3 separate regions of the Mus musculus genome follow, and all the other regions are linked to region 3. A link is a contact called in public HiChIP or PLAC-seq and promoter capture Hi-C data. All regions are on one chromosome and are shown on one strand. The core of a region is the stretch at or near the end of the contact, and the rest is flanking DNA. Distances in the headings are between cores, read along the strand shown.

Region 1 (4,392 bases), core at 1,272-3,771, 150 kb before region 3:
CTGAAGGTCCGGAGTTCAAATCCCAGCAACCGCATGGTGGCTTACAACCATCTGTAACGTAATCTTCTGTAACACCCCTCTTCTGGAGTATCTGAAGACAGCTACATGTACTTACATATAATATATAATAAATTAAATCTTTTTTTTAAAGTTTAATTTCCTTTCTATACATATGTGTATCATTTCTTTATTTACAAGTATAACCAAGCACTTTATTATAAATGGCAGATACTGAAAAAAAAAAGCAAGCTGATATTCTGATTTCATGTTTCAAACTAATTACAGTTAACATCTTTAAAGTCTTTAAAAATCAAATGTATATTTTAATTCTTTTATTAAATGCTGATGTCTTGGCCTCAAATATCAATTATGGATATGAAAAAAATATACTCAGATAAAATACCCTTTCCTCTGTTAAAAGCAGATAAGCACTGTCTTATTAAAGAAGCTTTTCATGATCTGAGGTCACCTCTATTACAAAGTTTCTTTTTAAACTTCAAAATACAATTTTTAAGTAAATCTCTGCTTTGCATTCTTTAAGACACTGTCTATGCTTATTGTCCCGGCTAGTCATGAGGACTAGGCCAGCTTAGGCAACATAGTGAGGGTTCCTCCTACCATCCCACTCCTGTCCATTACAACGGGAAAAGAAAATGGAAAAGGAGGAAAACGGAAGCAGGGTGGGGAGAAGTAATCAATACCAACACTCAGGATAAAAGCACGAGTGTGAGGCCAGCCTGGGCTACAGAGCAAGAACCCATCTTAAAAGGGAGGGAGGATGACAAAAAAGAAAGAGAGAGAAAGAAAGCTGGGCAGTGGTGCCACACACCTTTAATCCCAGCACTCAGGAAGCAGAGGCAACGGGATTTCTGAGTTTGAGGCATACCTGGTCTACTGAGCAAGTTCCAGGACAGCCAAGGCTGCACAGAGAAGCCCTCTTGAAAACACAAAAATAAGGGGAGGGTGGATAAAATCTATACTTAAAGAGTTTACTTGATGATAAATTTTTGTTTTTAATTTTTAATTATAACTTAAGATGATAAAGCAGGCCAGTGGTAATAAAAATAACCGAAATTTAAGCAGTTTTTAGACATGAATTAGTTCATATTTCATAATAGTTTGAAAAGATGCCTTGGGAACAAAGTATTCTAGTAATTTTAGTATTCTTTTCCTAACTCTTCATTTCTACATTCAGCTACTGTTTACAAAGATTAGAGTTGACTAGGTCAGATATCAGTGAATTATTTGTTTAGTATTTTTAATCTATTACCTTTATATGTCTACTTACACAAAACTCCTAATTTTAATTTGTGCTTCTTTTCAACTGCAATAATATACCACATGTAATACCATTTGGTAGGAAAGGGAACAGGATGGGAAGGGAGAAACAGTACTTAACAAACAAGAAACTGAAACTTAGTTTCTATATGAAAATCCTGGGAAGATCTTCACTTTTATTGAAATCTTCATTTATCTGTTTCATGCTAATTGGATTGTCTCAAGGAGCGGGGGCCTGTGCCGCCAGACCACAACTTTTTTTTTTTTTTTTTTTTTTTTTTTTTTTTTTTTTTGGTTTTTCGAGACAGGGTTTCTCTGTGTAGCCCTGGCTGTCCTGGAACTCACTCTGTAGACCAGGCTGGCCTTGAACTCAGAAATCCGCCTGCCTCTGCCTCCCGAGTGCTGGGATTAAAGGCGTGCGCCACTATGCCCAGCCAGACCACAACTTTCACAGTATATGTTTTCTCTTTGGAGGCTCTGCTTATTTCAGAATTAAGAAGAGCTGCCTACAAGGATACCAATCTTCAGAGGGAAAGGAATTTAGCCTCTGTCATGTGGCTTCAGTCCTCTGTGATGATCAAAGGACATAGTACAGACTTGGTGCAACCTTTCTCCTGTTTTAAAGGTAGCTATCAAAATCTTTTCCACCCCAGTACTAGAGATGACCCCAGGACTATCCACATACTTGGCAAGGACATTGCCTAAAACAAGTCTGCATAAAACAAGGAGGAAAATAGAAAGATCTGAGAGGGGTCTCTGTAGTCTCCAAGGAGATTTACAAATTAGTGACATGTAGCAGGAAGTGACAAGTGTTCCAGAAGCTAGAAGTTAGTAGAGATTACTCCCCGTAGCTGGAGTTAGGAGAAGGAAATTTTCATGATAACTCATAAGGAAGGAAAGGGCAGGGCAAGACTCTCAGTAAAGGAAAATAAAGACAAAAACTGTAAGCAAGGACAGGAGAGATGGTGCAGTTGGTTAAACACTTATTACATACTCTAAGGACCTGAGTGTGATCCCCTATACCCATGCAAAAGGCTAGGGTGTGTGTGTAGCCCCAGACTTGGGGAGGCAGAGAGAGAAGGATCCCTTGAGCCAGCCTTAACCTAAATTACAAGTCCCAGCAAGAGAGCCTGTCTCAAAAACACAAGGTACCAGAGCAATGCTATCCAAACAATTATGAACTCCATACACATGTGCACGCACATGAACATATATGGGCAAAACCAAATGTAAGCCTCAGAATATCTTATAACACAAACCATAAAGGGGTGAGGAGGGCTTCACAGTTGAGTGTGGTGGCTTACAGCTGTAACTCCAGCATTTGGGAGGCTAAATCCTAGGCTCCTATAGAGTAAGGTCAAGACCAGCCTGAAATTTTAGCAAAACTTTGTCTTAAATTAAAAAATTAAAAAAAAAAAACGGACTGGGATATAATTTAGTAGTGTTTGCTGAGCATGTCCGGGGCGCTGGGTTTGATTCCTACTACTTGGGGGTAGAAGTGTAGGAAAAGCTGAAGTAAAAATGCTTAATAATCAAATATACACACAGCTTAATAATCAAATATATAAACTTTTTTTCCTTTGAACCCTATCAACCAGTCTAGCAATCAGAAACTGATGTACAAAGAAATTCATAAAACTACACCGGGAAATTATACAATTCCCCAACTCAGAGAAATCTGTTTCTCTGTATTAGTTAAGGTATAATAGAAATACTAATTTTAACCAAAGCTTCATGATCTCACAACAGTCATCAGCTCCTTTGGGGTATTTATATGGCAGTGTAATTTTGCAGGGTGGTTCCCTGGCATTCTGTTCTCAAGCCCACAAATGTAGCACTAATGTGACCCGTGCAGCTGCAGCTTCCTTCCTGCATTTCAGAAGCTCTGGGTAGCCACACACTTACAGCTCTGTTTAACCGCACACAAAAGACTGGCAATTGGCCAAGAAGCTTCTGCCACTCCTGGGTATATGCTAATATTTCCTAAATCAACTTGTCCATGAAATTATGTCTACTACCTTAGTACACTATAGCAATGTAAAGGAAATTAAATTCCAATGTCTAGTTAACAAAACTGCAAAGCCACTAAAATATCTAACAGATGTTCTTATAGCACCCTATGAAAATAATTTAATTCCATTAAGCTGATCCTTAAGATTTCCTCAAAGACTTACCATTCCCTTAGAATTTTACCAACAGCAAGAAGAGCAACAATGATTTGTTATAGTATACAGATTTAACTGTATTTACAAAGCTTCCTTTTGAACATCCTCTGCACACTAACTGATATCAAGAATGAATGCTGTCAGCACCTGCACCACACAGAATGGCATGACTTATGACTATGATAGGGAGATAAAGACATTCAAGAATGACCTGAATTTCTGCTGTCTCTAAAGCAAAAGTAGTTATAAACACAGAACACCTGATTCTATAAAACAAGAAGCTGTACCATTCTTGGATTAATGGGGCAGGGATTAATGGAGGGCTAGGATGTGAGTCCGGGTAGAGGTTTATTTAAGGCCAGGGTTCAAGCAACAGCAGCCAACTGAGCTAATGCTTAGCTGTTATGAAAAGGAGTACTCGGGCTGGAGAGATAGCTCAGCCGTTAAGAGCACTGAATGCTCTTTCAGAGGTTCTGAGTTCAATTCCCAGCAACCACATGGTGGCTTACAACCATCTGTAATGAGATCTGATGCCCTCTTCTGGTGTGTCTGAAGACAGCTACAGTATACTTAACATATAATAAATAAATCAAAAGAAGAGAAAAGAAAAGAAAAGAAAAGAAAAGAAAAAGAAAAGAGAAGAAAAGAAAAGAAGTACTCCACATCAGCAAGCAACAGTAGTGAGCACTGCCCTGTGTGTGAACATCTCAGAAAATACTAATTTTTACAAAAATCTTCATCTGCCTCTAAGTTTCTCTCCCTTCTATCTTTTCCAGGTCTGACCACTAAACGAGTAGGTGTTTGAATGACTTAAACCTTTTACAGATTTATTCAATAGTTAAATGCCAACTATGCTAAACCTGTAAAACATTAAAAGACCTGAAAAAGCACTGGTTTAATTTTCTTCCCTTGGCTGGACATCTTCCCACAGACAGTGTGAGAAAGGACT
Region 2 (4,188 bases), core at 281-2,780, 210 kb after region 3:
AGGCCAGACAACCAAAAAGCTGATGAGTGAGTGGGCCACTGGACTGCAGCTATTTAACAAAGGAAATAATGTTAAGGTCATCCTACTGAAGGTTTAAAAGCAGTTTTGATGTGTTCTTCAGTTTACAACTTAAAGATCCTGTTTACCTGCACACAATGTCTTTTACTGAAGATACAAGAGCAGCTCCCAGTGAAGAGTGAGAAATTTTTTTCTTGAGTCAATTAGAAGTAATTGGGAAATATACAGTATGTTATGATTCACCTACAAAGTAATTAGAATCAAAGGAAACTACACAGGGAGGCAGGCGGAATGTACAGTCAATCACTTGGCTTGGATGTTACCAACTACACGAGCTCAAGAATTTACAAAGTTGAGAAACTTACTGCTGCTTCCCAAGACACGGAATAAGGCGGTGAACAATAAATTTCTTCTAACCACATCATCTCCCAAAGTCCCCAGCCCCTTTAATTCCTATAAACACTCAAAAGATTTTTAACACCCCGTAGACATTACTCCATCATTAGTCACTTTTTAAATCTCGATTCAAAGATGTCAAGAGAAAATGGAAACCAGCGTTCCCAGTTACTAGGGAAAGTCCTGAGCCCCGCGTTTTCCATTTCCTCTCTGATCTCTCAACCCCTGCACTGCATCCCCTGCTTCCCCTTCTCCTTTCTAGTTAACACTCAGCTCGCCTTCACTTTCTCCACCAAGTAGCCTCAAGTCGCCCTCGGGTCCTCCTGAGTCCTTCTCCCACCTACAATCTTCTGCATTTTCTCTTGGCATCTCTGTTCACACCTTTAGAGTCAATGTCGTTTTATCGCTTGCCTCCTGATCATTCAGTCAGTCATTCCCCTCAATTCCCTGTTGACCGCCTCCTAGTCTCACTTCTCTTGTCCCTGGTGTCCTCTGCCCCTTTACTTCATTTGAAGCCCCTCTTTGAGTCCTCAAACCTTCATTTCCCTCTTCACATTTCCTTCCTCTTTCCTGTCTTTCTAACCCACGTTCGTATTCACTCTCCCTCCCCTCCTTCTCTTTCCGTACGATTTCCTGTGTTCCCCCGACTCCGTCCCTCTGGGACGCCGCTGCCGCCGCCGCCCCGGAGCCCCCTCGTGTCCCCAACACCCCTGGTTTCCGATTGCTCCGGTTCCCTTTCGTCCGTCCGCAGTTCCGCATCCCCATCCGTCCCTTTCAGCCTCTCCGGCTCTCACTGCCCTCTCCGCGGCCCTTCGGGGTCCCCTTCTCCGGTCGCCAAGCCCTCGCGTGCCCTCTCCCAGGCCCCCAGGCACCCGCCCCCCTCGTCTCAGCTCCCGTCCCGGGCCGCGGCCGCTCCCTCACCGATGGTGGAGATAAAGGTGGTGTTGAAGGCGTCCTCTGAGAAGCGGAACAGGAGGCAGGTCTTGCCAACGCCGGAGTCGCCGATGAGCAGCAGCTTGAACAGATAATCGTACGTCTTCGCCATCTTCTCACTCCGGCCCTCTCTGACCGCCAAGAGCAAGGAGGCGGTGGAAAGCAGCGCGGAGGGGGGGCCTCTGGCGAGGGGGCGTGTCTGCCAAGCCACCCGCGCCCCGCCCCGCCTCTCGCCCCACCCTCTTGAGGCGACAGGCTCGCTCCTCCCCGTCCCAGCCAATCTGCCCGCGCCTTGTCATCACCCTCCGCCCCGCGAGGCTTTATGGGATTTGTAGTACTCTGGGAGAGCCGCGGGCGTGCCTCGCCCAAACTGTCCGAACAACCTCCCTGGATAACAAATCTGAGTGATGTAGGGTGGTGTGTTAAGACTTTCCATCCTTACAGGGAAAAGACGCTTCGTTTCAAACTCCTCTTCTTTTGCCAAGGGAACTTGACTTTGTTGTTTCTTTGTTTATGGGCATCTTTCAAATCCAAGACCTCGGAATCTAAGTCCTGCAGTTCGCTCATCTACTTGCCTGAACCCGGAGCTCGGCAAGCTTTCTTTGGAGATGCAAAGGTTCACGAAGTCTGTGAATTAGCTGCAGAGTATTACCCAGCCTCTCCCGTTCCCGCCCATTTCCTAGGCCCCCTTCCACAGCCCTTCAATTATAGAGCTCAAGGAGTGATGTTAGCGGGCTAATTTCATTCCCACTTGTGCCTTCTGAACTACAGGCCACAGCCAAATGCGATGATCATTTTAGAGGCTCTGCTTCATAGATACCGCCTCGCGCACCGCGGGAGGATGAATTCTTGAGAAAGAAAGAAAGAAAGAGAGAGAGAGAGAGAGAGAGAGGGAGGGAGGGAGGGAGGGAGGGAGGGAGGGAGGGAGGGAGAGAGAGAGAGAGAGAGAGAGAGAGAGAGAGAGAGAGAGAGAGAAAGAAAGAAAGAAAGAGAGGAGAGGGGAGAGAGGGGAGAGAGGGAGAAGAGAAGAGAAGAGAAGAGAAGATAAGATAAGAGAAGAGAAGAGAAGAGAAGAGAAGAGAAGAGAAGAGAAGAGAAGAAAGATGTGGGAAGGCTTGTGCTACGAACAGCTTATAAAATAGCGCCACCTGAGACAGGTGACGGGAACTTTGGCCATAGAAGATGTAGAGATTTAGATTTGGATTTAGTCTTTGCTAAGCCACTTCACAGCTGTGTGAAGTCTCACAGGCTTGACACGTCTCAGTTTTCTCATCTGTAAAGACGAATGAAAAACAAACTACTTCATAGGTTGTAGTGAAAATTAAATACTGAGTGTGAAAGCACTTTGAAACTTGGTAAGGTGCTGTGAAGTGTAGGTGTTAGTTGCGTTTAAATTTATCACTCCTCAGGAGGCTTTCAATTAATGGGTGGCAAAAGGAAGGGAGGAAATAGCACTTTGATGTATTCAATTCAAGCCTTCATTATTTATTACCCTAGACTAATTCTTTATTGTTCAGTGCTCTTTTATCTGCAAGTGGCAGAAACCCAGCCAGATCAAGCCCCTGTGAGACAAGGGTTTACTATCCAGATCATGAGGAAGGAGTGGCTAAGGGGGACCAGGAGCTTTATCTTGTCAGAAGTCTCTGTCTCATCTCTGCTTCTTTTTCAGTTTTAATTTAAAATATGTTAAATACCAACTGTCCTAACATACACACACACCAACAAAAATTCTTTTGGATGCCTCCATTTTTAAGAGTATTAAAGGGGCCCTGCCTGACAACAAACTATCTAAAACCCTCTAGGACAAAACTTACCTTAGAGACAAGGAAATACCTTCTAGCAGAGGTTGTTACAGGAAGCAGTGGAGTTAATCATTAGAATAATAATAAAAAAACTGGACAGTTAATTGAACACATTGACAAATTCTTCTAAGATTCAACAATGCCTGTGACTTCATGTACAATATCAGCAATGTTGCATGTCTGGTCCTATTGTAGCAGAAAATTTAGTTGTTCCTAATATTGACCATCACTTCCAGTGTAGAGAGAAGATGAAAGGTATCATTAGCTCATACTTATTGATCACACAATGCCCAGAGGGCAGCAGCTACTTTTGCCAACTTAATATCTAATGTCTAGAGTATGCCTTAGGTCAAAGCTGCCTTCAAAGTCATGGTTCTGAGGAAGGACTAAGTTCCCTTTGGAGAAGGGATCCCTGCCTTCTGGCATCAATCAAGCTTCTTTGCCCAAGCCAAATTCTGAAGCATGCCTCTGAGTAGGGCTTCACCAGGGTCTGAATGGTCCATGGCTCAGGTCCATTCCTTGGTCCTCATTCATTGAACAGAAGGAAAGAAGTCTTCAAAGTCCATTGGAGTTTTCCTAACTTTATTTTTAAATTTAAATCATTTTTTATCTTTATTGTGTATATGTATGTAATGGGGGCAGGGTTTGTGTCATGGCATATGTTTAGAGATCAGGAAAATATTGTGAGGTTGTTCTTTCCTTTCATGTTTACATAGATTTGGGGGATCAAACTCTGGTCATCAGATTTGTGTGTTCAGTCACCTCATTGGCCCTCTTCTTTTTAAGGATTTTTATCTATTGATATACTTTGGTGGGAGGAATGCTGGAGAGATGGCTCAATGGTTAATGCTAAGTTTCACTGACTGCTTTAAGAGGACTCTGGTTGGGTTCTCAGCAACCATGTGATGGCTCACAACCACCAAGAGACCTCCAGTCCCAAGAGACCTGATGCCCTCTTATGGCCCCTTTGGGCACTGCACACATGTGGCATGGTACACAGACAGGTACCACATGTGGTACACATATAGCCAAAACACCC
Region 3 (4,452 bases), core at 576-3,075:
TCAGAGATCCCCCTGCCTCAGCTTCCCGTGTGCTGGGACTTCAGGTGTAACCCACCACACCGAGTTTCAGCTTATATTCTTGATTCCCTTCTGTTAACCATTCTTTACCAATTAGCCAGCTATCTGCTAGACATACGATGAATGTCACAAGCTTTCCCTCTGTGGCTCCTAGTTTATGATCTATTCTTACTATTTGACTAAATCCACCATATCCTTCTTTTTTCCCTGCATCTTTGGGGATCCGTTTAAAGTGAACATTTGAGAAGTTGAACTGAGTACTTTCCGACATACTGAAAAACACCTGTCGTGGGAGTGACACAGGCCGGTGGCAGGTATGATCCAGTTGGCCTTGAACTAGTCAAGGCTTCACTCTCTGGGCCCAGAATCTGCATCTCAGAACATTCAGGGGTCTCTCTGGGCCTTCTGCTCCCCAGTCCACCTCAGCCTTTAACAAGACTGCCTAAGCCACTCCAGAGCTCATTCAAGGCTATTCATCTCTGAGAAAAGGTCACCCTTAAGCTTATTGTGGTCTGGAAATGATTGTGACAAAATTGTCATTGTAACAACTTCCTTGAAGAGATTTCAAGCCCTTTATTACCCATACAATAGTTGAGCTGTTAGGGACAGAACAATAACACCCCTTGAAATGCAGGCGACACCTGCTTCCTGGTGGTTCTCGGCTGCTCAGTCTCTCCAAGTTGTAGGTGAACAAATGGCCTCTTTGGTCACCAAGGCCAACCTGAGTTGTAGGTTGAGTGCCAGAACAGATGGGGGATGGGGGAGGGCTGGGCTGGTTGACTTGGCCCAGAGAAGAGGGCATGGCGGGCCAGGTTACAAACATGGGGTTATGTACTATTCCGTATGTGTAGGCAGCAGGAGACCAGGGTTAGTAGGAGCAGGAAACTGAGCCCCACACCTGAGGTGGTAGAGAGATATGGAGGAGCCAGGGAAGCAGAGACCATCTCGGGCGGGAATAACAAACAGACGATATAGGAGGTAAGGGTGGGGAACAGCAGAGCAGGAGGCCAGGAAGATTCAGCTCCGCATGGGCGGGCTAGACACAAACGTGATCAGAACAACGGGCTCCTGTCTAGAGTGTAAGTGTGCATATTGCAAAGCAAGCGGAGATTGGAGAATAGTGGGCAGGAGTAGCAACAGGTGATAAACCAGCATTGGAAACAGCCTGGCCACTGGTCCACATAACCCCTAGCCTGGTCTCTGATGCTTGTAGACACTCGGTAATAAAGCAAGTCCTTTTCTTTCACCACTACTTCAGAGAGGGCACCTTCTCCACCTGCTGCCTACCGAAGATGGGCTGATCCTGTGAATTTGCACAAGGAGTAAGCCTTGTCTACATGCCTCCTCCTCCTAAGGGAAATGCTAATCGCCAAGAAAAGCGACTCATTTCTGTGAATCCCTTTATCTTAGTTTCCGATTCGCAGTCTCTTTGTGGTTTCGTTGAGAAGAGCTTAATCTGGATGTGATGTGTAATTCACAGCTACTTGGCTAAGACCAGGCAGAAACATTCAGACCCTGAATGAGGCTTTGGCCCAAACAGCATTCTATGCTGGGGCTTTCAAGTAAGGGCAGTGACAGACCACAGTCACATCTAGGGAAGTGAGTGCTGCACGGGTCCCTGACTTTCCATACCTCCCTGTGAGAACTGGCTCCCCCAAGTAACCTGTGGCCCAGAGGACCGCCGCAGTGGGCCACTGAGGACCACTTAAGTCAGGACCTCAACTCACCTCGGACCTGGGGCTCCTGCCCTCCGGTAGGCTGGGCTTTCTGCCCCGCCCTCCTGCCTGATGACATCATGTTTAGGGTTGAGTCGCGGCATTAAAAAGCAGCCTACAGGCAGCCACGAGTCTACACAACCAACGTGCACGTCTTGGTCCCAGGCTAAGTGCACACTGTGCTGGTGCGCCGCTGCCAGCTCCGAGCGCCCCACAGCTCCGAGTGAGTGGCAGCTTTGAGTCGCCAGGACAAAGATGCCTCACCGCAGCCTGCGCGCGACTGTCGTCCTCCTGTTGGTGATCCTTAAGAAGCAGCCTTCCAGCTCAGCCCCACTCAACGGTAAAGTTTCTGCTTACTTAAAAAAAAAAAAAAAAAAAAAAAAAAAAAAAAAAAGAGTCCTGTGCACTGAGCCATGCCTGGGCAGAGAGAGGATTTCTGCCAGGCTCTTGCAAGATAAAGTAAAATCACTACTGAGCGAGTAAGGAAGTTGCTGTGTGCCTAGCACATTTTCAAGAAAGGATGCTAGCTTTGGGATCGTTTGGGATGCACTGTTAGCTGAGGTTAGTTGGAGGCACTTTTTTTTAACGGTGCTTGGTGCACAGTTGTAGTTACTCATTTGCCTCTTTTCTGAGCACACTACCTCTGGAGATGGGGCTTGGAAACTTGCTAGCCAGGATCCCGGAACCACGTGCAGAGCGCTGAGAAAGGACTGTCTTCCTGTGTGCTGTGATCCGCAAGAAGGGGTGTCTGGCTGATCGTCAGAACCCTCAGAGAGGCAGTTAACCAGTAGGTTTCACACTCCGTGTCCAGGGGATAATGTAGCCCACCGTTAGTCATTGTCTTTCCCCTCGAGATCTCTGCTACACTGAACCTACATGTGTGCGCACATGCCTTATTTCTAACTGTAATAAGGGGCTGAAACCCGAAGGGCAAGTATGCTGAACAGGGTGTCAGGTTGAGGTGGGAAGAGGAGCCTGAATTGTGGGCTCATGTCCAAAGCCTGGATAATTAACTCCTTTGGAATAAGAAAAGGAAAAGCAAGCTTTAGCCTGCCTCTCCCTCAGGCTACTACTAACCTTAGGGAGAAGGTGGGGACTGGGTCCTGCTTGTTTGTGTCAATGGGTCCCCACACTGTGGTGATACTTGTTCTTGGGTTGCAATAGAAGGGACCAAGAGTGACCCCAGTGGCTGAACAATGATTCCCCTGGCCAGGCAGCGGGGAGAGAGCCCAGCTCCTGCCCAGCAGTATCAGAGCTCTGCTCTCCTTCCCCCCTTGGAGGACCACACTCTGCCGGTGGGCAACAAGCCACTACCCCTTTACTGAACCTTCATCGACTGGCTGGCAGGATCTGCCTACTATCACCTTTCCCACGCAGTCAGGAAGAAGCAGAATGTGGGAGAAGTCCCACAAAAGTGGCGATCAATTTTGAAAACTGTTAACTTTGGGTTGCTACTAACTCTAAAGGAATCTATAGAGACTGAAGTTCACCAGAAGTCGTTTTAGCACCAAGCACCTCACACAAAGGAGAGAAGGACTCTATTGATCTTTTTTTTTTTTGAAAGTTTGGGGCTCTCCATTCTCCTCTTTGTTGCCCCCCCTTCATGTCCTCCTTATTCTCTAAACTGCATTAGAGGGAGTTTGCAGTAAAGCTCCACTTTCCCCTCACACTGAGCAGTCTTAGCTACCGCTAAGTTCTAAGCTTTTACACTGCTATTTATTGGGCAGGTTTCTTGACTGCCTCAGGAGATGAAGTCAAACACTCACTGAGGTGGACTGGAGACCAGTTAATACAAGGTTGGGGCTGGAGGGTTAGCTGAGTAAGGGGGTCAAAGTGTGCTTTCCTGATACTTGGGGGTTGAAATTTGTTAAAGCTGACGCTAAGAAGAGCCTAAGAAGAGCCCTCAGTCCAGGGGTGAGAGGAGCACAAGGTGAAGTTGAAGGTTTTCTGAAGACAGCATGGTGTTCTTTGTTGCTATGGCTGAGGGCTGGTTCAGTGAACTCCGTTGAGCCTGCTCTGCCTGAAGTGAAGGTGGAGAGCCAGGCAAGACCACACTGCCTGGCTGCATTGTCATCAGCTCCTGGAAGCTGCTAGCACCCAAGGCAGGGAGCAGGCAGAGCAGGACCCCTGGCCTGACTTTACCAAATGCCCTTTCCTCAGGGCATCTCCCTGCCCAGTGCCAACCGGGTTTGCAGGTTCCAACAGGCACTGCTGAGCTGCCCAAATTCAACTTTTTTTTTTTTTTTTTGGAAAGGTAATGGTTCTATTCTAGGAAGAGCTTGACTCCCACCCCCTTAGGAAGCTCCTGAAATTTATGGGAACATGGTACATGAGTGATAGCCATGCTGAGACTCGTAGTAGGCACATGGTCTATCTATGACAGGTCACTTTACATCACCTGTGAAAACTACACTCTTCTCTTCCAAGGTAGGATGTTGGTAAATAGTGCCTGAGTCTACAAAACCCAAATGGGGACAATATTAATATATTTTCAAAGTTATGGAGAAAATACTTAAAGAGTCATTTAAAAAACCCCAAAGCATCCTGGGAAGTAAGTAAATGGTAAGTGACTGGGGTGGGGGTGATATTTGTTAAGAAGCTTTGCAGAACCATCTGGCTCTAAACTTGTTCAGTGTCTCATATGATCAAAACTATCAATATGAAAATTAAAAACAGAATTAACACAGAGGCAAAGAAATGGAAGAAGGCAGTAATAGCA

What was found. Promoter capture Hi-C pulls out the DNA fragments that hold promoters and counts their contacts. HiChIP or PLAC-seq counts read pairs in DNA pulled down with a chosen protein or histone mark.
Region 1: a contact with region 3 is called in an H3K4me3 HiChIP or PLAC-seq map of the SCID.adh cell line, with 22 read pairs. The contact joins the enhancer-like site here to the promoter of Car12 in region 3. A contact is called at or near these places in 5 of 39 promoter capture datasets (the C10 cell line, epiblast stem cells, hematopoietic stem and progenitor cells and 2 more), 5 of 484 Hi-C or Micro-C datasets (the AML12 cell line, the G1E-ER4 cell line, Th17 cells and 2 more), 3 of 115 datasets of contacts at active chromatin or transcription factors (the 230-238 cell line, CD8 T cells and the SCID.adh cell line) and 3 of 9 other capture datasets (adipose tissue, embryonic stem cells and liver).
Region 2: a contact with region 3 is called in a promoter capture Hi-C map of macrophages, with 5 read pairs. The contact joins the promoter of Rab8b here to the promoter of Car12 in region 3. A contact is called at or near these places in 7 of 39 promoter capture datasets (the SN4741 cell line, embryonic stem cells, hippocampal neurons and 3 more) and 2 of 9 other capture datasets (adipose tissue and pancreatic islet).

The regions. Positions count from the first base shown.
Region 1 is chr9:66,557,315-66,561,706 of GRCm38.p6, forward strand. The region is part of intron 3 of Usp3 (ubiquitin specific peptidase 3); the gene reads right to left. Among named protein-coding and RNA genes, the nearest start is that of Usp3, 34 kb to the right of the region's middle. Within about 2 kb of position 2,522, at least 71 of the 459 cell types and tissues checked have an H3K27ac peak or open chromatin away from gene starts, as enhancers often do. A contact at or near this core is called in CD8 T cells, the G1E-ER4 cell line, the SCID.adh cell line and 3 more, where this site is marked.
Region 2 is chr9:66,918,175-66,922,362 of GRCm38.p6, forward strand. It overlaps Rab8b (RAB8B, member RAS oncogene family), which reads right to left and starts at 1,531. Exons shown (of 8, transcript NM_173413.3): 1 at 1,336-1,531. The coding sequence starts at 1,459.
Region 3 is chr9:66,711,861-66,716,312 of GRCm38.p6, forward strand. It overlaps Car12 (carbonic anhydrase 12), which reads left to right and starts at 1,826. Exons shown (of 11, transcript NM_178396.5): 1 at 1,826-2,073. The coding sequence starts at 1,989.